7 separate regions of the Mus musculus genome follow, and regions 1, 2, 3, 4, 6 and 7 are each linked to region 5. The links are chromatin contacts, called in public Hi-C and promoter capture Hi-C maps. All regions are on one chromosome and are shown on one strand. The core of a region is the stretch at or near the end of the contact, and the rest is flanking DNA. Distances in the headings are between cores, read along the strand shown. Region 1 holds the start of BC055324 (cDNA sequence BC055324). Region 2 holds the start of Gorab (golgin, RAB6-interacting). Region 3 holds the start of Scyl3 (SCY1-like 3 (S. cerevisiae)). Region 4 holds the start of Slc19a2 (solute carrier family 19 (thiamine transporter), member 2). Region 5 holds the start of Tada1 (transcriptional adaptor 1). Region 6 holds the start of Ccdc181 (coiled-coil domain containing 181). Region 7 holds the start of F5 (coagulation factor V).

What was found. Promoter capture Hi-C pulls out the DNA fragments that hold promoters and counts their contacts. Hi-C and Micro-C count contacts between places; a contact is called where the count stands out from the background.
Region 1: a promoter capture Hi-C map of pre-B cells shows a contact between it and region 5, with 9 times the contacts expected there. The contact joins the promoter of BC055324 here to the promoter of Tada1 in region 5. A contact is called at or near these places in 5 of 39 promoter capture datasets (HPC-7-derived erythroid cells, erythroid cells, liver and 1 more) and 1 of 484 Hi-C or Micro-C datasets (liver).
Region 2: a Hi-C map of CD4 T cells shows a contact between it and region 5, with 3 times the contacts expected there. The contact joins the promoter of Gorab here to the promoter of Tada1 in region 5. A contact is called at or near these places in 2 of 39 promoter capture datasets (liver and pre-B cells) and 2 of 484 Hi-C or Micro-C datasets (CD4 T cells and CD8 T cells).
Region 3: a promoter capture Hi-C map of liver shows a contact between it and region 5, with 2.8 times the contacts expected there. The contact joins the promoter of Scyl3 here to the promoter of Tada1 in region 5. A contact is called at or near these places in 6 of 39 promoter capture datasets (the C10 cell line, hippocampal neurons, liver and 2 more), 3 of 484 Hi-C or Micro-C datasets (CD4 T cells, CD8 T cells and liver) and 1 of 9 other capture datasets (adipose tissue).
Region 4: a promoter capture Hi-C map of liver shows a contact between it and region 5, with 5 times the contacts expected there. The contact joins the promoter of Slc19a2 here to the promoter of Tada1 in region 5. A contact is called at or near these places in 5 of 39 promoter capture datasets (hippocampal neurons, liver, neutrophils and 1 more) and 1 of 9 other capture datasets (adipose tissue).
Region 6: a contact with region 5 is called in a promoter capture Hi-C map of neutrophils, with 3 times the contacts expected there. The contact joins the promoter of Ccdc181 here to the promoter of Tada1 in region 5. A contact is called at or near these places in 3 of 39 promoter capture datasets (liver and neutrophils).
Region 7: a contact with region 5 is called in a promoter capture Hi-C map of liver, with 2.1 times the contacts expected there. The contact joins the promoter of F5 here to the promoter of Tada1 in region 5. A contact is called at or near these places in 3 of 39 promoter capture datasets (liver and pre-B cells) and 1 of 9 other capture datasets (liver).

Annotation. Positions count from the first base shown.
Region 1 is chr1:163,993,209-163,996,704 of GRCm38.p6, forward strand. BC055324 (cDNA sequence BC055324) reads right to left here and starts at 1,588. Exons shown (of 24, transcript NM_201364.2): 1 at 1,402-1,588. The coding sequence starts at 1,512. Mettl18 (methyltransferase like 18) reads left to right here and starts at 1,681. Exons shown (of 2, transcript NM_027279.3): 1 at 1,681-1,863; 2 at 2,706-3,496. The coding sequence starts at 2,904.
Region 2 is chr1:163,402,193-163,405,819 of GRCm38.p6, forward strand. It overlaps Gorab (golgin, RAB6-interacting), which reads right to left and starts at 1,477. Exons shown (of 5, transcript NM_178883.6): 1 at 1,331-1,477. The coding sequence starts at 1,391. It overlaps Gm24940 (a small nuclear RNA gene), which reads left to right and starts at 91; the gene lies at 91-210.
Region 3 is chr1:163,927,939-163,931,596 of GRCm38.p6, forward strand. Scyl3 (SCY1-like 3 (S. cerevisiae)) reads left to right here and starts at 1,827. Exons shown (of 14, transcript NM_028776.5): 1 at 1,827-2,248.
Region 4 is chr1:164,247,072-164,250,877 of GRCm38.p6, forward strand. It overlaps Slc19a2 (solute carrier family 19 (thiamine transporter), member 2), which reads left to right and starts at 1,975. Exons shown (of 6, transcript NM_054087.3): 1 at 1,975-2,385. The coding sequence starts at 2,182.
Region 5 is chr1:166,377,497-166,381,149 of GRCm38.p6, forward strand. It overlaps Tada1 (transcriptional adaptor 1), which reads left to right and starts at 1,671. Exons shown (of 8, transcript NM_030245.3): 1 at 1,671-1,980. The coding sequence starts at 1,907.
Region 6 is chr1:164,273,362-164,276,868 of GRCm38.p6, forward strand. It overlaps Ccdc181 (coiled-coil domain containing 181), which reads left to right and starts at 2,237. Exons shown (of 6, transcript NM_029115.3): 1 at 2,237-2,400.
Region 7 is chr1:164,149,517-164,153,167 of GRCm38.p6, forward strand. It overlaps F5 (coagulation factor V), which reads left to right and starts at 2,319. Exons shown (of 25, transcript NM_007976.3): 1 at 2,319-2,604. The coding sequence starts at 2,447. Gm16548 (predicted gene 16548) reads right to left here and starts at 2,701. Exons shown (of 3, transcript NR_037987.1): 1 at 2,343-2,701; 2 at 1-128. Selp (selectin, platelet) reads left to right here. Exons shown (of 16, transcript NM_011347.2): 16 at 1-510.

The DNA.
Region 1 (3,496 bases), core at 338-2,837, 2.4 Mb before region 5:
CAAACTATAGGGAACCTTGGAGACAAGTTCAGACTGTGTTTTTAAAATTAAGCCACATATAAAAGAGGGAGGTTTGGAGTTGTTTGTTTGTTTGTTTGCTTGTTTTTACTCTAAACTTTGTTAAGAATGTATTATAGAAGAACTATGTAGAAAATAAAAAAAATATTCCTAGTACAGGTTGTAAAGATTAGAATCACAGTGGGGGACAGGTAGATTCATGGAGTAATTTAGAATCAGAAATCATAATTAGCTGGTTGCAAAAAGAGTGTTCAAGGTTTACTTACAGAAGAAAACCTGGAAATGAGATTTGCGTTTTCAGTAGGTAGCAAGGTAAGGTAGAAATGGTACTCTAAATGTAGTGTGGTACCTGTAATACTGAGGGGAGGGTAAATAACAGATATCTTCATTCCCTCTAAGCCTAGCAGTCTGAGACACACATTACATAAATAAACATCTTTTGAGTAGGAAAACAGTTGTTTCCAGGAGGAAATTCCATAAAAACAACCCTTCTCGTTGACACACAAAAATTCCAGCACTGCAAACTCAGGATTACTGCAAACCCAAGACCAGTCTGTTTTGTATAGCTAGTATCAGGCCAGTCAGGACTACCATCTAAAAAGCAAAATAATTCCATATCCACACACGGAGTACTTTAAAAACGGTCATCAGCACCACGTTGGATTTTGCTAATGTCTAAGGAATGACTTCAGTGTGAGAGAACTTAAGTTATACTATGAAACATCATTCGTGCAAGGTTTGAACTTTCACTAAATGTAATGGTATTTTCAGTTTTTGGAGGGGTGTGTGTGTGTCTGTTTCTGTGTGTGTAATTTTAAATAGAAGGTATGATCAAAATCATAAAATTAAAATCACCTTTTACATGAAGGGAGTCGACTTCCAATTACAAACACAAAAGCATTACATAATTATTCTTTGCACCTAACTCCACACAATTACAACTCGATTAAAGCCAATACCTGAAGCACCGCCTTGTAACTTAAAAGGGAAACGGGTTCGAAAGGGGAAAAGCATTTTTGTTTACAGACCATCCTTTGAAGATGTGGTACCACGGAAGAACTACAACTACATCCTTCAGCTCTCACGCTTCATCCAGATACTGAGCACCAGCGCGGGCATCTCCCACACTTAGGCAAGTGCGACCGACCGGGCAAACTTAGGAACAGAGAACTAAACTTAAGGCATGAGAGCACTCATCATTTTCAAACGCTCCAGTCGCAATCGTCCGACAATGCTAGGCGCGCCTAGCCCCTCAACCCACGGTTGTCCTCGTTCCCTTAACCATCACCTCGCAAAACAAAACAGAGTTCGAATCCCAGGCTGCCCGCGTCAGGGCGGAGCAGGCTCGCGACACACCCCCCGCTCAGCGCCCTCCAAGGATATGAGGAGCCGGGGCAGCACCGAAGGCAGCTCCCGACGGCACATCTCCTCCGACCAGCTGCTGAGTTCCTCCAGCACGACCCCGCTCGCCACCTCCGCATCGTCCTGCGACATTCTTTCGCCACCCCCGAGAGACGAACGAATCCGCACGACTCCCGCCACAGCTTGGAACGCCGTCCCAGCAGGCTTTGAGAGAGCTCCGCCCCCACCAAACCATAGAGAGGAGCACTCTCGCCCCCAAGCGTCGGGGCCCTCTCTAGCTATTGGAGGACTCATCTCGTTGGTGTTCGCCGTAGGCTGAAGGCGAGTTTCTCCGGTAGTTTGTTCGCCCTGGCGTCTGACTTTCCAATGCTGAGACCAGAAGTCCTCAGGTTTGCTATCCTCAGTCCGGGGGGACTTTGAGACGACGCGTAGTTTCAAGGGTGACCTGGGCTGAGGCCAGGAATGACTCTACTCCCCTGTGAGGTGCGTTCGAGAATAGGAATGATTTTACTGGCGTGCGTGCTTCCGTTCCTACGGCTCCTGCCAAGTGAACGGAGATCCCACCGTCCAGAAATGTGCAAATTAAAACGGGTGTTATGGTCTGGCATATTGCCGGAAATGTTTCTATACAATCGATTATACTTTCCACAGTCCTAGTCTTTATTCATCCCTCCAGTCACATAAGGTGTAGAACTACGTACACATAAATGTACCGTTTGGATGAGTTTGCACACACCAGATCACACACACCTGTGTGTGTTTGAAAATGGATACCCTACTTACCCAAATAAAACCTTAAACTGTTTTTGCGAGGCAGAGATGAAGGAACAAACCTGGATGCCACTGTGAACAAAGAGAAAATAATTACTGTAGATGCGTCAGAAATTTAGGAAGATGAAGGTGAAGATGCCTGAGCACAAGGCAACTAAAAGACCAGGCAGGAAGCTGGGCATGGTGGCGCACGCCTTTAATCCCAGCACTCGGGAGACAGAGGCAGGTGGATTTCTGAGTTCGAGGCCAGCCTGGTCTACAAAGTGAGTTCCAGAACAGCCAGGGCTATAGAGAAACCCTGTCTCGAAAAACCAAAAAAAAAAAAAAAAAAAAAAAGACCAGGCAGCAGGTAGCTAGGCTGTCCTGTCTACAAATCTTGGGGTTTATTGTTCTGGTGAAGGTGGTAGCTGCTATAGCTATTCTTTTGTTTGTCTTTATGTTTTATCTTCTACTTTTGAATACTTAAGGCATCTGTGCATTTTGCTAAATCGCATACACACAGCCTTTTTTTGTTTTTGTTTTTAAACATTTTCTTTTCCCCCTTCCCTTTCCAGGGCTGAACTGAAAAAGGATCAAAGGCGTCTAAAACGTCTTTGGAGCCCCCTCTGAATACATCTGATGGTGTATACGCAGCTAACAGACATTGGGCGCAACAGAACTAATCGACTGTGTGATCGGTTATGCCATTAAATTCTTTCTAGAAGCTGAAGCATCATCCTTTGGTAAAAAAACGGTGTGCATAGAAAAAGAGGATGGCCTTTCAATTCAATTTCAGCATAGAAGAAGATCTGGAAAATAAATTAACATCCCTCGATGATGGAACTTGTGTCTTAGAAAGTCAGAAAGGAAAGCAGGACAAAAGGCAATCTACAGAACGTCCGGGCTTGCCTCGGGATCACTCTTGGAAATGCTCCTCACTGGGAAATGCAGCTTCCTCTGAAGACACTGGCAGCCCACCCCCTATTGCTGACAGGTCAGATGACCCAGAAGCTTGTAAACACCAGCCCTCCTGGAAACCTGCTAAAGAACATGTGATGCCTAAAGATGTGAATCACGTCTTAGAAAATACGGTTTTGGAAATGTTGCCAGGTCCCCAGCATGCTAACACAGCAGTAGTGAAAACCGTCTCTTTGAAAGAGAAATTCCCTGGAGAAAACATCGTTTCAAAGAGCTTTTCTTCTCATTCTGATCTGATCCCAGGTGTTTATGAAGGAGGCTTGAAAATCTGGGAATGCACCTTTGACCTCTTGACTTACTTCACAAAAGCCAAAGTGAAATTTGCTGGGCAGAAAGTGTTAGACCTTGGCTGTGGGTCTGGGCTGCTTGGGATAACTGCATCCAAAGG
Region 2 (3,627 bases), core at 227-2,726, 3.0 Mb before region 5:
CCACCTTATTGTACTGTCTGTCTCATGAATCTACAAGGTCTCTAAGGGCAAAGATGTCCTGCTACTTTTGACATCTCTAAGGCAGACGTTGTGCTTCATGGCAGGTTAGCATTCCCCATGACAAGGACGGAAGAGGCCCCTGGACCAGACAACACACCTGATTCAAATACTGAGAACTGAGTCAGATCAGATCTAGGTGCCTGCATTTGTACATATAGGTATATGAATGGAGAATGAGTTACAGAAGGAAAGAACCTGAAAACAGCCAGCTGGACAGAATCAGTTGGAACACATCTGACATGATAATTCCATGACAGTACTAAGAAAGATCAGCCAGTCCAGTCTTCCCCACATTGACCCCATGTTAGTAATTTACTTCCTTCTGCACCTGTCAGTCCTAGATAATTCACATATCTAGGCTAAATATTCCAAGTACCCAAGACATATCCAGATATCTCACAAACTATAGACATGGAAGAATTTAATTTTATCCTTAAGGTACTTTTTAAAATGTTGCCAAGAGTGGCACAAAGTTCTCACAGAAGTGATGGGCATTTCCAAGCCTACCACAGACATTTTTGTGAAATTGCAATCACAGGTCAAGAGCATTTTACATCCTTTCCTACCAAGTACTGGAAAACTTAATAAATCAGAAGCAGCGTTATCGCAAGCCCATACAGTGATCTATAATTATTCCAGAAAGCCCCCCGCCCCATCCGGGGCAGCAGATTTCCACTGTCCCTGAAGGCAGAAGAGACAGACATGTAAGTGCACTGTGCATGTACACACAAATACACACACGCACTTCAAATCTAACCTCTCGAAAAGTCCTTTTAGTTTGCTGACTCCCAAGAACTGGAAAGAAATGCAAACTCATCTGGTAGCCAGAAGTAAAGGCAATGCGGATGGATCATAAATACCACTTCTTCTGCGTTGATTCACTCTCATGACACCTTTCCCAAATATCTGGTTTTATAAGTTCACAATTATGATGCTGTATATGCAGTATTAGTCTTCATTCACCCTGAACCCAAGTTTACAACCATTGGTTTGGGTTAAAAGCCTCCCTTAGGGGCCATTCAGGTGGTGGCTTCGCTTTCTCTTCCTAACCTCATTCCTTTTTACAGGAAAACATCAAATCATCAGAAAACAGATGCTAAAAGAGAAACCCCTGGGCCGTCCCTCTGGCCTCTGCAGCAAAGACACCTAGGGAATCCCACCACCCCTGTCCCCCAACTTGGAGTTCCAGCCCCCACGCCCCCTCGCCCACTAAGACGGCCTCCTGTCCTTCAGACTCGAGACTCCACACCCGCGCGCAAGTACACCTTACCTTTATTCTGCTTTAGTCTCCTCAGCTCTTCCTCAGAGAAGCCCGCCCAATCCTGAGCCATCCGCCTAGCCCTGGGCACCCAAAGAGTGCCCAAATCTCCGCGCGCAGACTGCCAACACAGCTCCACAGGCACATCCGGGTTCCTTCAGTGGCGCGGCGAACAGCCAATCAGCGTGCCGAACTGTGGCGCTAGGCCTCCCTCTGCATTCAGGGACCCGGTACCTGTGGGGCTGCCCCGAGCGATGCCTGAAAGCCTGACTCGGTGGACTACAAAAGCACGGCCTTCGCTTCCACTCACAGGCCTCTGCTACACGTTCCAGTTCTTCTTGCTTTATATCTTTGGGGGGAAGTGGGGGTTATGGGAATATGAGGAAGGGTTGAGGAAAACAGGTAGAGCGGCAGTGACAGAGGAGGCCTACAGGTCGGAACTGCCTGACTAGCTGGGCGGAGCCTGTATTGCCTGGGAGGTGGGCGGTACCGGAGCATCCTTGGCTTGTAGGTTCTAAGTCATGGAGAAACAGGGTGTAGGGTTGAGATTTAAGCATTGGCCAGTTCACTTCTAGACAATAACATCTAGCAGATTTCGATTTCTTGTTTCTATGATGAATGAGTCTAAGAACCTAATCCTTATGCCAAGATATTTTGCTGGTCTCCTCCTGCCTATAGAAGTCCCTCAACACACCACACTCAAGTCCTAAATGGTGATTTTTTTTTCTTTTGTCTAAAGCTATCTTCTTGAGCTTCCATTTCTCCGTTTTAAGCAGAGTTTAGAAAATTAGAAGATGCAAAGCTTGTCCATGTATGTGTAGGTCAGCGTTTTTTAAACCATTTCTTTTTTTCATTATTTTTACTAAAAACAACTGAAAACATTACATTGGCTACATTGAAAATTTTTTTAAAGAATATTAATTTTCGACTCGAGAGTCAATATTTTTAATCAAGTTGAAGTAAAGGAGTATACTGGAAAATAAAATATGACACCAGCAATTGAAATGAGCAGTTCAGTTATATAAGTATCAGAAAAAAGTTTGACATCTTTCTTGTAATCTTTGAACTTTGAAATGTAACAGGTTTTCCAAAATTCAAGGATGCCACACATGCTTATCTTAAAGATGAGTTTATTTTCAATATATTTGAAAGGCAAAATACCATCCAAAAGGATTAGTTTCGTTCAAGTTTTGAACATAGACTAAATGTGTAAACAGATATACATTAACTCCAGAATAGAATGTATTAGTCACAATCTGGTAGTGGATTCAGCTTGCCCTCTGCACACAATAACCATTTACTAGTGACTCAACAACAATTTTAAACCTACTTGTGTGCTTTCTGTTACATTTTATTTATACATTTTCTATAAGACAAGATTTATCACTAATCTTAATAGAGTCAGTAATTATGGTATTTTAAAAGGTTTTGCCTTGCTTGTGAATGCAAATCAAGGCACCAGCAAGAGATAATAAAAGCCAATAAAATACATCTGTATAAAATTATACTTTCCCCCTTGCAACATTCCAAATCTCCTATTTGTTGTTCTGTTGGCCCTTCCTCAAGGAGTTCACTTTTGTCAAATGCTGTAGGAGATACTGGTGGGAACTAAGCTCCAGAAGTCTTTGCTCTGTGGGAGTTCTTGGTTCTGAGTTGAGAGAGTATCTCAGTTGAGAGTTTTGCTGGAAGTCTCACTCACATTATACTAACTATATTTAAGGGGAAATTTTCCCCATTTGTGTAGTAAATTTGGATCCTACCACCATATACACAAAGGGTATTTACTGTTTTCTCACACACAAAAGGCTTCCTTATTCTCCAGAGCAGTAGGCTGTGTTTTTCTAATCTTTATATATTCTCTTCTTTTCAGGCTCTTTACTAGTTTGTTTTCAATTATATGTAAGAAACTCAAACTTGAGTAGTTAGCTTTTGTAGTATTCTCTTTTTATATTCTTTTAAGTTCCATGATGAACATTTTTGTGTTTAAATAAAAGTTTTATATATAATTCAGCATGTTCATGTGTTTATGAGAAGGTATCATCTATGACAATTTGGATTGTAATATATTCTCCAGTTGATTCTCCATTAGATGGTTGGTGTTTCATCTGGACTCAGATGTGGTGTCTCATCCCTATAGTTCCAGCACTCAAGAGGCTACAGCATGAGTTTGAAGCCAGTCTGAGTTACACAGTGAATTACAGATCAGCCTGGCTGCAATGTGAGACCCAGTACAATTTAGATAGATAGATAGATAGATAGATAGATAGATAGATAGATAGATAGATAGATGATATTTTTAAAAATCTAAT
Region 3 (3,658 bases), core at 577-3,076, 2.4 Mb before region 5:
GTGGTGCTGCCTACATGCTGAGTTTTACAGCCTGGATGGTACTTCCATCATGGGGTCAGTTGTACTAAGGTCTGAGGCCATTTGACAAGACCTAGACTACTCAACACATCTATTATTTTCTCTTCACTTAAACTCTGAGGTGATTGGTGTACACTTGGAGGCTAAGAAGCATTTCACGCTTGGATTGGCATTGGGAGGATTTAAATCAGAAACCCATACTTAGAGACAGATACTACAGATAATGCCCTTCCCATATCTAATGCAGATTAATGGTGTTTTTAAGGATGTTAAAAAGTGAATTTTCATTGCCAAAATGAGTAACTTCAAAATAGGTCAAATAGGCTGAAAGGCATAAGAATCTAGTGAGCCCAAAATCTTCACAAAGGCTCATATGCAAATAATCTGTAATCTTGTGGGGAGGGGCATTAGGAGATGGCTCAGTCAGTAAGGTGCTTGGAACCTCAGTCTGATCATTAGAATCCAAGTTCTTATGCCTGGAAGCCCAGCACTGGGGAAGCAAAGGCAGGTGGATTCTGGGGCTCCCTGGACAGAGAGCCTGGCTTAATCAGTGAACTGCAAGCCAGGGGCAGAGCTTACTTATCTCCAGCCCGTGTCCATGTGCCACCTGAGCAATATCACCTGTCACCCAACTCCAGGCGGGGTAACTGAATCTGTGTGTGCCTGTACAATACTGGTCCTTTTTCCTACAGAATCAAATGTCCGCTGGACAGAATGACTGACATACCCTATTGAGGGTAAGATGTGTAAGTTAACCCGTGGCCTCAAAAATATCTGGAATCTTAATGCAGAGATGTAAGAGATGGTTTATTTAGAAACCTGAGTGACACCAGGATAAATGAAGTGAGTAGATGGTAGAAGTATTGAGTGTGTCCCTTCCAATCATGTCTTACACATGCAGCAGGGAACTGTCTTCTAGTGTTAATTTTAGAGGAGTAGGTGACCATCGTGTTTGAGAAAACAGGCTACATGCTACCCAGGATCCCATCCACAGCTGGACTAGGATTAGTGATCAAAGAATGGATGAGAATGCGAGCAAGCACCCAGAGCGAACGATACAGCATAGATGTGAGTCAGGAATGCATCATCCTCCCAGTGGATTTCTTGCCCTGGTTGAAGTGGCTCAATTCTACTCCTCCAGGAAAAGAAAGGCACAAAATAAATTGATCAAGACAATCCTGGTCTCATTCTGACTTGCCTTACAGGACGTGGTAGCTGATGTTACTTTATCTACATTCTTTACCAGGAAGGCAGAGGCTGGCTGCGACCTCCCACACGCAAATGGGTTGATCATTTAGTCTTCGGTTATTGTAACGAAGGTGAACTTTCGAAGAGAACAAGAAGTCAGCGGATATTGGAGCTGGTAATTCTATCACAGGTGTAGTCTTCTCTTCCTCCGTTCCTTTCCCACACACCCCCCCCCCATCCTTATTTCCCCTCTCCTCCCTTCCCCTTTTCTCCTCTTCACTTTCTTCCCTCCTGTCCGGTCCTCTCCGGTCTTGCGTGACATTCCTTCTAATTGTACTATTTCGCTGAATTATGATTCCAGGTTTTCCATCTGAAACCTTAAGCCTTAATTAAGTCTCAAGCGTTAATCGCCATGATTTCTGACTTCACTAAATACATACATACATACATACATACATACATACATACATACATACATACATACATACATACATATCTTCTCTGACAGCAGGCCAATCCTGGTGGCCAGGATGCTGAGGGGGCAGTCACAACCGGAAAAGTTCTGGCTCAGCCCCAAACTCCTCTCCTCCTCCTCCCCGCCCCCTTACTTGTCTGAAGCCAGAGGTGGCCATTTTGGATTCGGGCGGAAATGAACTCAAAAGCGGCTGGTTAAAAACCCAAACATGAAAACCGGGATGCCCCTGCAGTCGGGCTGAAGACACACGCAGAGAGGCTTCCCTGCCGCCAGAGCCGGCTGCCGGGAACAGGCGTGCGGCGCAGGCTCCCCTGGCGCCCACACCTACCCGGGCCCGCGCCCTCGCAGCACCTGTGCGGCCGCTCTAGCTCGGTTCCGGGTTCGCGCCTCGGTGGTGGCGTCGGAGGAACTGAAGGCCCGGCTGTTGAGCCGCTTCCGGGCCCTCGGAGAGCCGCCGGAGCCGGGTCCTCGGGGGTGTCTGTGGGTGGAGGAGCCGGGGTCTGAGCGTCGGAGCCAGCCGCGGGCCAAGAGGGAGCGGAGCCGCCAGCCTCCTCCCGCCGCCCGCAGGTAACCGGGAGCCGTGCGGCCTGGACGGCGGGGCGGGAAGCGAGCCGGGGCGGCCGGTTGAGCGCTGCCCCGGGGAGTTCGGGGTGCCCCTGTGCCTGGCGTCTCGGGTGAGCCCCGCCGGCCGAGGCCGGTGGAGGGCCGAGAGACCGGGCCTGGAGTCCAGCGGGAAGGCCGCGCGGTGCAGGGTCCCCGACGAGCGTCCACACTCAGCCCCCGGGCTTCACGTGTAGAAAAGACAACAACATCTCCCAAGGTCGCTTTTGCTGAGTTCTGGGATCGCTGCTGCTGCTGGGTTGGGGGACATGTGTGTGCTCTGAGCTGATGTCACACCTCGGAGTACTTTTAGTCCACAGAGACTACATGTTTTGCTTGTCAGCTAGCACAATGCGGTTGAGTTCCTGACAGGGAACATACGTGGCCGAGACAGGGCCGCTGGTAAGATTTGTCACCCAGTATCTAAGTGCCAACGAGTACATATCCTTAGGACTCTCGGGCAAGTCATAACCTTTGGCTCTTTGAAGCGAAGGGAACTAGAACCGAAGAGAGTCTCTACTGTCGGGAGAACTAAGGGACATACTTCCCCCAGAGCACACGTGGTATGTGGTTGAATACCTAGGCAAGGTGCTGCTCCCAAACCAAATGGAACCCTTCAGAAGCTTCGCCTGAAGCCAAAGAAATGAGAAGGATGGAAGACATAGATAGATTAAAGTGTACAGTCACATCCTAGACTGTCAACTCGACGTTTCATTATAGAAAGTATAAGTGGTATAGTCAGTAAAAATGCCATATTAGAATATCCTTTTCTACCTTCGTGTGACTTTCAAAGCTACCTGGCACTATTTCATAGTCCCCTTCTTACTTCCCAAACCAAGAAAAAATCCGTGGAGTTGGGAGTGTTCCTTATGTCTTGCATTTCCATAAGCTCCTTTCAGCTCCGTCCTGAGGGTTGTAAAACACTGCTGGTGCCAGCGGTCCTGCCTCTTAGATACAGGCGTGGGGAGAACCAGAGTGACCGCCTTGTGTGTTCTCAAATCCAGTCCTCGGCGCCCTTTCCCTGCTGTGTTGGGCGCGGGGCTCTGTACAGGGCATCCTATTCGCTTCGGTAGAAACTGAGCCTTGCCTTTTTAAAGGTGCTCTTCCTTAGGGTCATAGGCGACTTATCACTGTGAAAAATGACTGGTTTTGGTAGCTTCCTAGTATTTTTGCAAATCTAAAGGTATTATGTTCGTATTTATAACATTGAGTTAGGGTTAATAGATAATCTAAGGGCCAATATTCCAACAAGGATTTGGCCTGCTATTGGAAATCAGTAAGCTAAATGCCCATTGCCCCTGCCTTTTGCCAGCGTGGCTCATGAATCTCAGTGACCGCAGTATCCCTTCAGGACTAACGAAATTAAACTGGTTTTTC
Region 4 (3,806 bases), core at 725-3,224, 2.1 Mb before region 5:
TCGATCTATAACAAGGTGATGTATAGATTCCATAGGGTTTCAAGCCTCAACAAAAGACTAGAAAGTTGATTTTAAAAGATAGACATCTCAATGCAAAGCCCTTATCAGCTTGTTGGTTCATTTGTTTTTCTTCCCTTTTCTCTACTAAAATACATGTCCGTGCAAGGCAGCCAGGAGAACTAACTGCTCCAGCTCTATCTCTATAGTTGTGAAGAGAAACTGATATGATGGTGGAAATTTAGGTGACTACACATTTAATAGACCAAACATCCTCAAGCTTTTTGGTCTCGGAGCTCTTGTCATCGAGGAGACGTTTGATTTTGGTGACTTAGAACGGTTGATATTATCAATTTAGTAAATTGAACCGAGAAAATTTGAAATATAGCACACAGGCACACTCTCTTTTAGCTTACAAACTGATATCATCACAGGTTATATAGCCTCTGGAGGCTAAAAGGAATAAAGTCTTCCTAGCCAGCCCTTCAAAAGACTCTGAAAGATGTCAACACCACACCTTGCATTTTGGCAAATTGCTCCACGCACACATTTTGTGTATTCACTCGTGCAGCTCGATTCTGCTGATATTGGGACAGAGTCAGTCTGTGAGTCCAGCAAAAAGTCATGCAGAGGGCGATGAAAGAAAGCGCTGGGGATTCCTGCCACGGTTTGCCCTTGAAAAACTTCTGACAACAACCTGCCCTCTTATTGCCTCGTTTTTCTGTTTTAGTGAAGTGTTTTAGTGAAGGATCGCTCAATGGGAACCCAGGAGGTTCGCACAGTGAGCCCTTTCAGTCCTGCCTGCCAGCCCTCAGGTGTCTAGTTGGTCCTTCTCCTTGGAGACGCAGTGACCCAGGCAGAAATGAAAGAATGAAAATTCAGATCGCCCTCACTAACAACAGCAGTCTGAGAGGTGAATCTCAAGACTGGGAGTCGCTGTGACCAGAGGTGCTGGAGAGCCAGCAGCGCATGGTCTGAGCCAGATTTTGTAGCCAAGAGTAGGAAAGGGGGAGTGCAGGCTCCCTTGGAGAAAGACGGGGTGATTAGCCTGTCTGGATGGACCGAGAAGACAGAAACCTCCCAGTGTAGGGTGGGGGTTAGCTGCTTTTACTTTTGAACCCTGTGGGTATTTCGTGAGCGGCACACTTCCTGAAACCTTGAGCCCATTTTAGGGCCTAGGTTTTTAGGGCGATTTCCTTTCCATAGGATATATTAGTTAATTGTTCTTTGTATCCTGCCAACAAAAAGTGACGAAATAAAGCAAAAGCCTCTTGCTGATTAACTCGGTCATCCTCGTTTTCTTTCTGTCTATAGTAAAAGGCCCCAAATCTCAGTTCTCAGGTCCAGCTTGTGTCTTTCTACCACATTTAAAGACAATGTTAAAAAAAAAAAAAGCAAACTAAATCAAACCCAGCAACAACAACAAAAAGCTCTTGGAGCCCAGGGATTGCATTCTCCCGCCTCAAGGTTAAAGGTTTGCAAGCCTGTGTCATCATGTGTCCCGGGCAGAGGACCAACATCAGTAGGTTGGCAGATAAGACTGAGCAGACTCGCTGCGATGAAGCACACATCCGGGGATCCCGCTCTAGGGAGCCTTCCGGACGTGTGATCGGAAAATGCCTGGTGACCGATCCGACCAGGGAGGGTGTGTAGGGTCCTCGCCACAGAGTCCAGACATGGCCCCTAAAAGTCCGATGTCCCAGAACCCCTCACGTCAGAGCCCGGGCGCGCAGCCCCAAGCGGCCTTTCTGTCTTTTGAGCCACTGGCCAATAGGGAAGCAGGGAGGTTGGCTCCGGCCGGGAGGCATTGGCGAGGAGGAGGTTCCCGGGGGCGTGGCTAGTGATCGTCTGCTGTGGGTGGGCGTGGCGTGGGGCGTGGCCAGGCGGAGGCGGGCCAGACCGGGAGGCGGACCTAGGGAAAGGGCGTTCTGCGGTCGGGGCGGGGCGTGGGGGCGGGGCCAGGCGGGGTGGCGGGCCAGACCCGGAGGCGGACTTAGGGAAAGGGCGTTCGGCTAGCGAGCTGTGGCCGCCGGCGGGCGGTGGGGACTCCAAGCACCTTGACCCTGGCGCGAGGCGGCGTCGCGCACGCTTACAGGTGCCCGCGCGGGCTCGCGGCTCGGGCGCCCTCCCGTTGGCCGAGAAGGAGGAGGGGGCCGTGTCGGCGTCCAGCCCCTCGCGCCCAGGATGGACGTGCCAGCCAGGGTGTCCAGACGAGCGGCGGCGGCGGCGGCCAGGATGCTTCTGCGTACTGCCCGCGTCCCTCGCGAGTGCTGGTTCCTGCCGACCGCGCTGCTCTGCGCCTACGGCTTCTTCGCAAACCTCCGGCCGTCGGAGCCGTTCCTCACGCCCTACCTTCTGGGACCCGACAAGAACTTGACCGAGAGACAGGTAGGCAGGAGCGGCAGGCGGGGAGGCCGAGCATGTCAGATGTTTGTGGAGGGTCTGGCGGCGGAGTCCCGGAGCGGGCTACGCAGATATCTGTTCGGATTTCTGCTCGCTTGGAAAAGTGGCCTTACTCTTTGCGTTTCTAGCACGTTCCGTGCGAGACTAAGCAAGATGGGCCGCAGCCCACGTGCATGTGTGTTTCAGGCCGTATGTGGATAACCCGGTTCTGCCCGGACAAGTCCTGTGGGAGCTGCTGGGGACCGGGGACAGTGCGTGGATAAAGAAAACAGTAAACTCGACTTTCAGTAGAATATGTACATATGAGTGTTTGTATGTATATATGGATGGATGTTATTTGGCTTTGTTTTTGTGAGAGGGTCCCCCTTTCCTTCCCCTCCTTGACTTTGTTTACCCCTGACAAGATAGATACGCGCTATTACAGAAGGACAATACAGGACAGTAGTACGCCATCCGAATATGGGTGCTTGATTAGGTAAGACTGTGTCCAAAGATTTACTGCACCCTCTGAAGTCCGTCTCTGGGATGAAAACAGACGGTGTCATATAATTGGTACTTAGCTTTTCTCGGATGGTGAAGTGTTGCTTCACCTACAGGTTTTATCCTCCGTACAGGTGTTTTTGAGGGCTGTGATGCACATGGGCCATGACCAAGAACTCCTGCGCAGACATTTATTCAAGATACAAACTTGTACGCACAGCACCACAGAAGTGCATAGTATACTTCAGAAATGTGCCTAACTCCTGTGATTAAAGCTCATTATCCCGGCACTTGGTTTTGTCAGAGGAGCTTGTAGATGGAGATTGCTGCTCCAGGACCCTTTCCTTGAGTATCCAAAAGAGTGAAAGCTCAGGTCCGATGTCTTTTCCCTACTGTCAGATGAGTGGATGCTGAATAATTGCCACCTTCTTCCTATACCCGGTTTCCTTCCTTACCGCGCTGCTTCCCTGCCCAGGTGGCTGTAGAATATGACTCCCATTTAAGCCTCCCTGTCATTTCCTGTCAGTCATCACTTCTGAGGAGCAACTAACTCAATAACTTGGCATGCCAGGTCAGAGCAAGAGGTGACACTACCAGACCCATTTCAGACTGGCAGGATATAATTACTCAGAGTCCAGTTTGTTGTGCCTTTATTCAAGGTCACCTGGGAAAGAATTGAGAGTCAGTGTGGAATCCCGGATCCACTGACATTTAGCAAGTACAGCTGACTTCTGCCGTAATGTTACACCCTGCTCCCTAGTCTTATGGATCATGTCACAGTTATTCATTATCCATGTGTATTTTGGTGCTGGTTAAAGCCAACAGTAGAAAGATAAAGCCTTCTGATTTAGAATGGTTTTTCCAAGAAGAAAATTGCTCTGTGGTTATAAGAAAGTGCGATCTTGGAGACCCAGGACAACCACTGA
Region 5 (3,653 bases), core at 421-2,920:
TAAACCAGTGGGTATCTTCCTTTTTTGTTGTGTTGGCCTATGGAAATAAATTGCAGAAAGTGGGCAATATTTAAGAGTAATATTATCCGCCCCCAGTCACCCACCCTACTGGAAGGGACTGGGTATCAGGTGTGCAGCAGAGGCCGTTAAATGCACGTGATGAAAAGTGAGCAGCCTGACCACTTCTGCAAGCACCCGGAAGGCTGCTGGGTTTAAACTGGGGCTTCCTTTTGAATATAGGGAGGATTATTTTAAAAACTGGGAGGCGCTTGACCACAGGGACGAGACATTCATAACGATTCCTGCCACCCGATCCCATGATTCTCTTACAGGATTCTGTCCTAAAGTAATAATTACAAATGAGGAGAATCTGCATAAAGATGCTTGTTAAAATATTTCTTTTAATACAGGAGAAAACCCCAGTTTAATAGACAGGAAAGAAGTCATTGTATGCATCTTATCTGTGCAGTATTTAACAGGGCCCGCTGCTCACAACCACCTGTAAATTCACTCACAACGACATCTACCTAAAAACAAAATCTTTAAAAAATTATGCTGTCATTAAAAGTATGAACATTAGCCGGGCAGTGGTGGCACATGCCTTTAATCCCAGCACTTGGGAGGCAGAGACAGGTGGATTTCTGAGTTCAAGGCCAGCCTGTTCTACAAAGTGAGTTCCAGGACAGCCAGGGCTATACAGAGAAACCCTGTCTCAAAAAACAAACAAACAAACATGAACATTAAGGCAAAATAATAGCCTGGTGTCAGATAGCCAGGGCTACAAAGAGAGACCCTATTTCAAGAACAAACAAGCTGGGCATGGTGACCCATGCCTTTAGTCCCAGCCAGCACTAGAGGCAGTTGGATCTATGTGAGTTAAGAGGCCACTCTGTCAAAACGAGAGAGAGAGAGAGAGAGAGAGAGAGAGAGAGAGAGAGAGAGAGAGAGAGAGAGACTTTAAAAGTAGGCTTTAAAAAGTTTTAAGCTGAACACAGCTATGGCTTCCTAGTGTAGTATATATGTGCATATTCGAGTGTGAATTTGGAATTTGAGAGAGGACAAGCTAGCTTGTGGGTCCTTCCACTTGACCTTGACTTGAAACGAGGTTCTTTGCGTCTTTTCCTCTGTGGGTCAGGCTAACTAGCTGCTGAGACTCCTCCTGTTACCTCCCCTAGGACCTTTGGTAGTCCTGCTTGGGAATTATTTTTATTTGATCTGTCAATAGTGAATGTTCAGAACTTGAGTAACATAAATCCTGCCTTCAGGCAGCTCTCGTTTTAGTTGCAGGAGGCAGAAAACGAGATCGACCAACTAAATGTCACAATAGGTGGTGAGCACTTGGCAAAAAAATGAGGACAAGAGGATAAATTAGATATTGCATGCACTCGGGGACCTGAGCTCTTCCTTCTGGGAAGAGCTGACCTGCAGTCAGGGCGGGGCCTGGCCGGAGGGCGGGCGGGGCGGTCAAGTTCGCGCCCCGGGGGCCGCCGCGGGCGGGCAGGCGGGCGTAGGTTGGGCACGCGCCCACCAGGGGAAGCGGGTCACGTGAGCCAAGAGGCGGGAGTTGGCGAAGGGAGTTTGGCTGGGTGCTTTCCCAACTGCGAGACGGCGGGGCCAAGAACCAAACCCACGCAACGTCTCCCTAGCGGATGGGGGCGGGGCCGCCGAGCAGAGCCGAGCCGAGCCGAGCCGAGCGGAGCCGAGCCGAGCCGAGCGGAGCCGAGCCGAGCCGAGCCGAGCCGAACCGAGCCGAGCCGAGCCGAACCGAGCCGAGCCGAGCCGAGTGGAATCGAGTCGAGTCGAGCCTCCAGCGTCCGGCGCGCAGGCCTTCCGCCGCGTTGATCTTTCGGTTGCTGGTGGCCGTGGGCCGCGCGGTCTACGGTCGGGCTGAAAGACGCGCGCTGCAATGGCGACCTTTGTGAGCGAGCTGGAGGCAGCCAAGAAGAACTTGAGCGAGGCGCTGGGGGACAACGTGAAACAGTAAGAGCCGCGGGGACCAGCCTCCGGGCCTGTCCGTGGGTGTGCCCCAAGCTCGGGGCTGCCGTAGTCCCTGGACTCTCTTCACCTCCCGGAGGCCGTAGGCGTCTCGCGGCCGCCACGGCTCCCGTGCGGGCTCCGCCGGGACTCGAGGCGCTGGAGGACTTTCTCCTGGGCGTCCCGACACCGGTGATACCCGCGTGGGGGCGGGAGCAGCGCCCTAGGCGCCCCGGAGTCGGTAGAGCGGGGGGCGCGCCGGGGCGGGGTGGGGGGGCCCGGAGGGCTTCCCGGAGGCGGAGGCCCGCGTTGCTCAGGGGCCAGCTAGAAGAGCTGTGAAAGCGGGTTCGGAAGGCACAGAGACCCCAAGTGAAGTCGGTCGGTCACCCACCTTACAACCACAGCATCCAAGGGGGCGGCTGCCTAGCCGGCCGTAGGACGCCTTTCCCAGTGTTCCACACGGGCCAGCCAATCCTCAGACCTGAGATCGGCACAGTTCGTACTCGAGAGACAGAGATTACTTATTCCCCCAAAGTCACTGCCCAAGGATGGGACTGAGGCTTCTGGTTCCCGCCGTGTGATGCTTTTCAGGGGTTACTTGGAAAGTCCTCCCGTTCCCCACACCGCCGGGCTGTCAGCAGGGACTGGGGCAGAGTGACAGCTCTATAAGCAGTAGCCTGCGGCAGCCGGAGGAGGAGCCTCGATCTTTTGGGGGAACTTCAATTCTGGCAAACCCGTATTTCCTGGCACTGAAGTTGAAATGATTGACAAGAGCAGCCCGTGAAGCAGAGGTGGTGTTAATAGAAAGGCCGTCAGAAAAGCTTAGGTGCAAGCTCCTCGTCGGAACCCCTCTTTAAAAGGCTTTAAATAAATAAATAAATAAATAAATAATAAGTATTATTATTTGTAGATTTTTAAGCACCGGAATTAAAAAGAGATGCCCAGGGAAATAAGACATACCCAGATGTGGACTTCTCAATGGAGAGTCACAAGTTGTGCGTTTTGGCAGCTGTCTTGTTACACCCAAGAATTTTGTACAAGTTTCTTTTTCTTTTTTCTCTTTTTGCTGATGAGGTGGACAAGCTTATAAAGTCTGGTAGAGTAAAACCAGGCGACATTAAAGTTGCACAAGGGGTTTCTCTGTCCAGATGACCAGACAACTGCGGTTTTACAGCCTGGAAGCGAGAAGGAGGGAGGCCTTAGACAGAGATTGTTAGTTGTGTTGGAATTTTCGATGTTAGCTGGTAAGAGGCTGCAAGCTGAGTGGGGTGAGGGACTCTTTTGCGTTTTTTACGTTTGTGATGTTTTCAGTTTGATAGTCCTGCCTCAAGACTGTCACACCAAGCGCCATGGGTGAAGGACCACCTGAGATGCAAGGAGGAAATTAAATTAAATTTAAATAGGTAAAAATGGCAGCCTTTGGCTTCGTTAGAATGGTTGTGTACTTTTATAATACTGTTTGGTGAGGCTTACGGTTAAAAAGCCTATTGGGAGACTTGTCTCTTTTTCCACGCTCACAGGGTTTTGGAAGTGAATGGTTTCACACGGAGCTAAATCTGCAGGCTATGACTTGTGAAGGCCATGACTCTAACTCTGGCCAGAGTAACTGTGCCTTCCTTCCAGACTCACTTAGCAAACTCAGGCATGACAGAAACCTTTGCAGTCTTTGATCCATTTGT
Region 6 (3,507 bases), core at 987-3,486, 2.1 Mb before region 5:
TGATTCCAACCAGCAGGCAGTGTCTGTCACACCACTAATCAAAACTGTATATCCATCTTGGTAACCTAGCTTCTTCGCTTTCTAATTAATTACAATTTTGCTTTTCATGTTAAATAATCTTGTCTGAATGTAAACAAAAAGCCACGTCTGCTATAAAACTGCACACAGAAGAAAGGCTAAATGTACAGGCTAGCTTAGTGACTGGCACTCACGTGGATACTTATTTTCAGAGGGAAATTACTAGATCATAAAACTCAACTTATAAACTCAATAATTATAAGCACATTATGTTTGTTGTTTTCTCAAAGGACACACTGAAGTAAATGACTTTTGTTCCTTTGCTGTGGGCATTGGTTCCTATTAAATCCTCTCCCACAGTTAAGGGTTGATCACAGGACTGCTAATCATATGTAAGTAAGCCAAGCCTCTCAGCAAGAAATCCATTTCATCTTCTGCCCTTCGGGGCTGGGACCTGCAGTCACAAGTGCTGAACAGTCGAAACAAGCTCAGAGCAAATCTACCACCATGTGGAAGTAATTACACCGAAATACCTTTTTCCTTAGGGCATTTGTTTTAAGAAACGCATTGCTGGCATTTGAGCTAGAAGCAGATTTGTCCGCCTGCTGTGGGTCAGAGCAAACTTCAGTCCTCTCTGTCCTCTGGTGCGATTCACAAAAAGGATGTTTGTTTTGTTTTGTTTTTAAATTAGGTCCATTTTTTATTATAAATATATGTAGGTATGAAATATTTCTAATATGCAATATAATTTAACTTATTTGACATGTTTGATGGGTAACATCGACTTGAATGGATTGAGACATGCTTAGGAAATGAGGAGAGCCCAGCTCCAGGTATTTCTGTGAGGTGTTTCCACCAGTTCTTACATGTCCTTCGTTTTCTTCCCTTGGTCAGTCATGGTTAGCCTATGTACACTCAGCTCACTGGAGAGAAGAGGCATTAAATGATGTGCCTGCATAAAGTGTGACATAACCCCTCTCTCATTCCTTCCTCCCCTGCGGGTAAGTCTTGAACACTCATGATACATCTCGTTATTCTATGATTTGATCGTGAACTTTCTAAAATGTCCTGTTTTCGAGGTATTTTCCTCTCTCATCTCTGATGACCAAAACCCCACTTCCTTCAGAAACCTTCATTATCCTTCCTCACCAAGCTTGTAAATATTACAGTTAGTTCCTTTTAAAGACCTATTAGCCTGGGGAACTCAAGAACTATCTATCAAACATTTATATGGCTGGAGGCTTGTAAATGTCTAAACCCAGTCTCTCCTTGAAAGGGAACTCACAGTTTCCTAGGAATGACTGCCATGAATATTTTTGCATGGAAATGAGACATGACAATGTTTATCCCCAGATCACATTGTTGGCTTCCAAGTTATGCATGTAATTGCTAACAGGCAGTGAGGCATAAGGTTTTGATGTATGCTTCACCCTATCTGGTATATTTTGAGTCAACAAAACAAGTTGATGCCTGTCTTCCCACAAGCTATCATCTCCATGTGTAATGCCCAGCCCGTCTCCCATAATTTATACTATTTTTCAAAAGTAAGCTCTGGAGTAAACTCTTTACATATATAAAGATATATATATATATATAATCAAGGAGAGGTTAATATATTAATATATATTAGCTTATATATGAATCTCTCCTCGATCCACCTTTTTTTTTAGATGAATTTGTACCTATGTTATATTGCCCTTCTATTTACACTCTGTGAGCTCCTTCATGGCTGGCCTATTATCTATCACCACAATCTGAATGTTCTCTTATTTTCCTATTATCCCCCAAGGTATTAAGGGAAGTTATGGGAAAACTGTAGTTGCCTCTCTTGATGAGTTTGATTGCTGGAACTAAAGTTCTATTTTCTTTCATAACTCCTTTCTGTAAATACAATTTTGGCTATAATTTCTTTAAGCTGAGGGTCGAAACAGCAATTAACAACTAGCAACTGTTATCTTTTAATATTTACTTGAGGAACTGTTATCTTTTAATATTTACTTGAGGAAAATGAACACAGAAATGCACTTTTATTGTTAAGTTTTGGAAACAAATTAAAAATCTGACTACAGGTATACAAAATCCACATTCAAGGCAGAAAACCAAAGGGGATGCGAGTCTTCCGGGTCTTGGAAACGCTGGCCGGATGTAAGGCGCAGGTGTTCGCGGGGATCCGTTCTGCGCCTGCGCGCGATCCTACCCCGCCTCAGTAGTGGGAAGTCCGGAAGAAGGCCTCAGAGGCGCGCTGTTGCCATGGCACCCGGGTGCTGGGTGCTTCAGGAGCAGGCCCCGGGGTGTCACCGTTGCCTCGTTGTCAGAGCTTAGAAAAGGAGAAGAGAGCTCCTGCGGCCATCTCTGTGACCCCAGCCGCTGCATCTTCCACAGGCAGGAGGGGACTTAGCGGGAGAGGAGGGAAGGACAGGCAGACAGGTGGCAGGAGCAGGGAGAGGATAAACGTCGGGGCGAGGTGGCAGGGAGGCGGCTGAAGCGAGCCCTCTTCCAGGGAGAAGCCCCAGGATCTCCCCAGCCCCGCACAGCGTCACTTCACCATGCACCAGGAGAGCCCCTCAGAGGACGGCTTAGACGCTTAGAGTTTTTGTCCTATCATTTCCCTTCTCAGAGTTTAAGACTATGAAAGGTAGCTTGCGTGGAAGAAATCACTCCTGAAATGTTAGCTTCCACACATAGAATGCTATATTCATTCCGTTGGTGCTTCAGATGTTCAGCACGAATCCAAAATTTTACCTAATTTTGTTAAATATTCCTGTCAGAGCTTGTAACAGATGGTAATTTAAAAAGTATTTCATAACACCACAGACTTATGGGGATGCAGCAGGAAGGATGGACCAGATAGTTTCATAGTGCTGTAGAAGTTTGCTTAACTGCTTTTTAAAATAAGGTGTTTTTTGTTTGTTTTTGTTCTTGTTTTTGTTTTGTTTTTGCTAAATGCTTTTTTTTTATATGGAAAGGTTTTCTCTTTACTGTTTATTCTTTTGGTTCTAGGTGTTTCAACAAATATTGTTTAAAAGGTTATATATGTAGGGGTGAAATAGAAGTATTGGGTTAAAGTATTTTTAAATATTTTTAATCTTGTGAGAAAGTTACCAAATATAATGTGCATCTATGCCTGAGGTTCGGAGCCACATTGCAAGGTCTTCAGACACTGAGAATTTTTCACACACTTAAGTGGAAGGAACTAATTTCTGCCACTGCAGTTTACTATTGATCTGGCCAAAAGCACTTACAGAGATTTTTTTTTTAAATTGATGATAAACTTTACATTTTATATGTGTAAAAAAAAATCATAGTAATAAAATAGGAAATGCTAAGAAATGCGGTTCATGGAAGATACCATTTTATTCTAGTGTGTTGACATGTGTATCATGTGAGCAATGCCCTGGTGGTGATGGTTAGGAAGCCAAAGGGTTGAATATCCTGTGACTCATTTGAAAGGCTTACGGGGCTTGGCAACAGGAGTTCATGTTTATGTTG
Region 7 (3,651 bases), core at 1,069-3,568, 2.2 Mb before region 5:
TAGTTTAAGGGGATGCCTGCTTTAAGATCTCCTGGGTCTTCCATGTTTCATATCAATGAGGTTGTTTACACCTCTGCTGCTGAGACTTTCACAGAAACCTCCAGATGGTACTAGGGGACACAGAAGATCTGGAACAGAGCCAAGACGTCACATCTGACTGCAGACTTTCCCTCCACCAAAGCACCCAAAGATCATTGTTTGGATGTATAAATAACTCAACTTCCCCAAATGTCAAGCTCTTTGTGTTTTGTTCAATAAGTTCTGTGTATAGCACTTTGTCTACCACCAATGTGGTCACAGTTACAACCCTCTAAATGACAGCTGGACCTTCCAGTGAAAGCACAAATGTATGTCGTATATCCCCTGACCACAGAGGAAAAAAACAAAAACAAAAGTCAGAGGAGCAGAAAAAGGTCCTCTTTGCAATTACTGTTCTGCAGGAAAGAACAGATATTGTTTTATATGTAATTTAATGCACATATTTAATAAATAAGTCACTGAAAATTACATATGGCTTGTCTGTAATTGATGCAAACATTAAGGAGTCAAAAACTGCAGTTGCTTTGCTGAGCTGTAATGAGATCCATTGGTCACCATGTAGCCTGGACACATAAGCAGACAAGCAAGCAAGGGCAGTAAAGCTGTCCTTGGAAAAGTTGCAATGATTTGGGGGAAAAGGGAAGAAAGTAATTTAGAGACCTGCTGCTTTTTTTTTCTTACATTGTCAATAGCATCTAATTTGGTGTGTGTGTGTGTGTGTGTGTGTGTGTCTGTGTGTGTGTGTGTGTGTGTGTGTGTGTGTGTGTGTGTGTGTGGAGAGAGACAGAGACAAACAGAGAGACAGACAGATAGACAGATACTAGGCTAGATATTATAGGACCATAGATCTCAACCATGTCTCTTGTGTCCGAATTTGCATTTTGGAAACTCCTGGAACTGTGGATCAGGAGTATAAGACATCATCCCTGCTCTTGAATAGATCATAATCTAGCCACAGATACAAGGGCATCTTGAAAACCTAATGAAAGGTTAGCAAAAGGAGTATATAATCTGAGCAGATTAAGTTCATGAAACGGAAAAGTCAACTGGAACCCAGAATCAGAGACAATGGCAGAAATTCTGACTTTAAAGAGCAGGGAAGCAGAAAGGGAAGGAAATCCGTGTGAGCATTCTTCCTAGTGTAGTTATGTGTGCACACATCTGCTAATTAATTACTTTTCAGTACATGGTCTCACTGCGTAGCTTAGGCTGATCTCAGGCCTCAAACTCACATTCCCCTGCTTCTAGCCCTCGTGTGCTGGGATTACAGGCATGTGCCATCATGCCTGACTCAAGAAGGGGCATTATAAACTGACTGAAGAATATCAGTGATGTGATCAGCAAAGAAACAGAAGCAGGAGTTGGGGGGAGGGGAGAAGGAAGGGAAGGGGGAGGGGTGGGGCAGGGGGAGGGAGAGGGAGAGGCTGCTGCGGAACCTGGATGGTACCAGATCACAATTTACTGGATGTGCTGGAAGCAGAAAGTCTGAGCAGAGACAAAGTTCTGGAGAATTCAGGGCAGGCCATCCTGCTGATTCAGGCATAATTCTCAGCTTTGCCACCAACAGAAAAATAAAATCTAAAACACCATGCCAAGGATACAGGAGAACGAGCAAAGACAAGATCATAGACTGTAGCTACCTAGGCCCTGGGGACTGTCCAGTTTACAACAGTTTGTCCCCTCCCAATAATAAGATCAAGGAAAACTAGAATTGCCATTCTTATTTTACAGATGTCAAAAGTATTTCTAAAGACATAGTTGGCCCCAGACCACACAGCTACTGACTATCTCAAATGAGTTCTCTAAACCCTGGTCTCGGCTACACTTGAGCTGGTGACAAGCCCTTACCAAGCGGTCTGTCCTAAGAGATTCAGACTGCTAACCTGTTGGTGGACCTGTCCTGAGGCTGTTTTCTGGTTACTGTGCAGTGCCATTTTCCTGGGATCTGAGGATGGGTGTTGGGTCTTACTAAGGCTTGCAGAAATCAGCTGACAAGCCTAAACTTTGAACCCCTACCCCATCCCCCCACCTCCACCCGCGCAGGTTAAGTGGGATTGCTGCTCCCACCTACGTTGAAGTGGGGGAAATGCTGCTTTGTGATGGGGCGGAGACCCTTGGGCACTGCTCCAGAGCCATAACCTCCAGCAGGCTTGCCCTTCCTTTCCCTCTACATTCCTTGTCTGGCATTCTCTCTAGTAAATGCCTGTGGCCACAGGGGGGAGTGACCTCAACAAGCCCCTGCCTACACTAGGCATAGAGGGAGGTAGGGTTAGACAGCCACCACAGGGGACAGGGACACTCACTGTGCCCTGCAGCTTCTTAGTCCTCCAGGGAGACAGATCAGCGCGCAACAGGGACAGAGCACTGAGCACTGTCGGTGGTGGCAGCGCGCGGCAGGACAAGGGCCATGCTCCTAGTCTGCCCGTGCTTCTTCCTCCTGGTGGTTCTGGGAACCCGCTGGGCGGGCTGGGGCAGCCACCAGGCAGAGGCCGCGCAACTAAGGCAGTTCTATGTGGCAGCTCAGGGGATCCTCTGGAACTATCATCCTGAGCCCACAGATCCAAGGTAACTGGGGGTGAAATCCAGGTGGGCTTCTTCAAGGAAGAAAATCTATTATAGTTGCAAGGGGTGGGGGTGGGCTGGGAGGAGGAGGAAAAGGAAAAGGAAGAGGAGGAGGAGGAGAGAGAGAGAGAGAGAGAGAGAGAGAGAGAGAGAGAGAGACTAATGTTGTGTGGGTGTAATTTTGTCTCTATGGACATAATTTATCATTTTGAGGATGTGGAAATTTCAATGTGAATGGTTAGCTGTGGCTTTCTTTCCAGGTGCAATCCCTAATCTGTTTTCCCCCCACGTTTGTTAGTTTAGTGTATTGATGGGTTGAAAGGACACACCTCCACAGCCCTCTTAGCCCTTCCTGTGCATTCGGCTTAAGCCTTTTGACAGTCTGCTTAAAAAAAAGAAAAAGGACCTTCTAGTTATATAATATTTATTCCTGTTAAACACAAGTTCATCTTCTAAAGAAAAAGATGTCAAAGCTGTCACCATGTACTTCATTATAAGGAGATTTTGTTGCCTTCCTATAAACGATTTTCACTGTGGGTTCAGAGGGAAGGGAAGGCACACTTGTATTTTCACTTTTCCTAGACTTACCCCTGGCTACCTAATGTGGCTTCATTTTTTCCTCTCATTTTGAGTTACTTCCTGGAATATGACTTATCCTGGGTATTTTGGTCTGCCCTGATTATTACCCATGTTAGTGAGCACATAAGGTAGTCATTCAAAGGCATGTCTAACTAAGAGGAGGCTTAAATAATATCAAACCTAACTTTGAGTTGCAGAATATATTTTGCTAACCTGCCTGCAGTTACCCAAGTCATAGATTCTACGTAGCACTTGCGACCACGAGTGTTTTTATTTTAAATGCTAAGCCTCGCTTACTGGTTGACGCATTTTTTTCCCTTTTAGTTGACATCAAAGTTTAAGTGATTGTGAAAGATGTGTTCCTCTTTTACAATTGCAAAACCAAAGCAATCAGCCAAAGAAAATAATGTAATATCTTGAAAGCAATGTGTAATGTTTTAGTATAAATGAATAATCAGCCTTTGAGTTTGC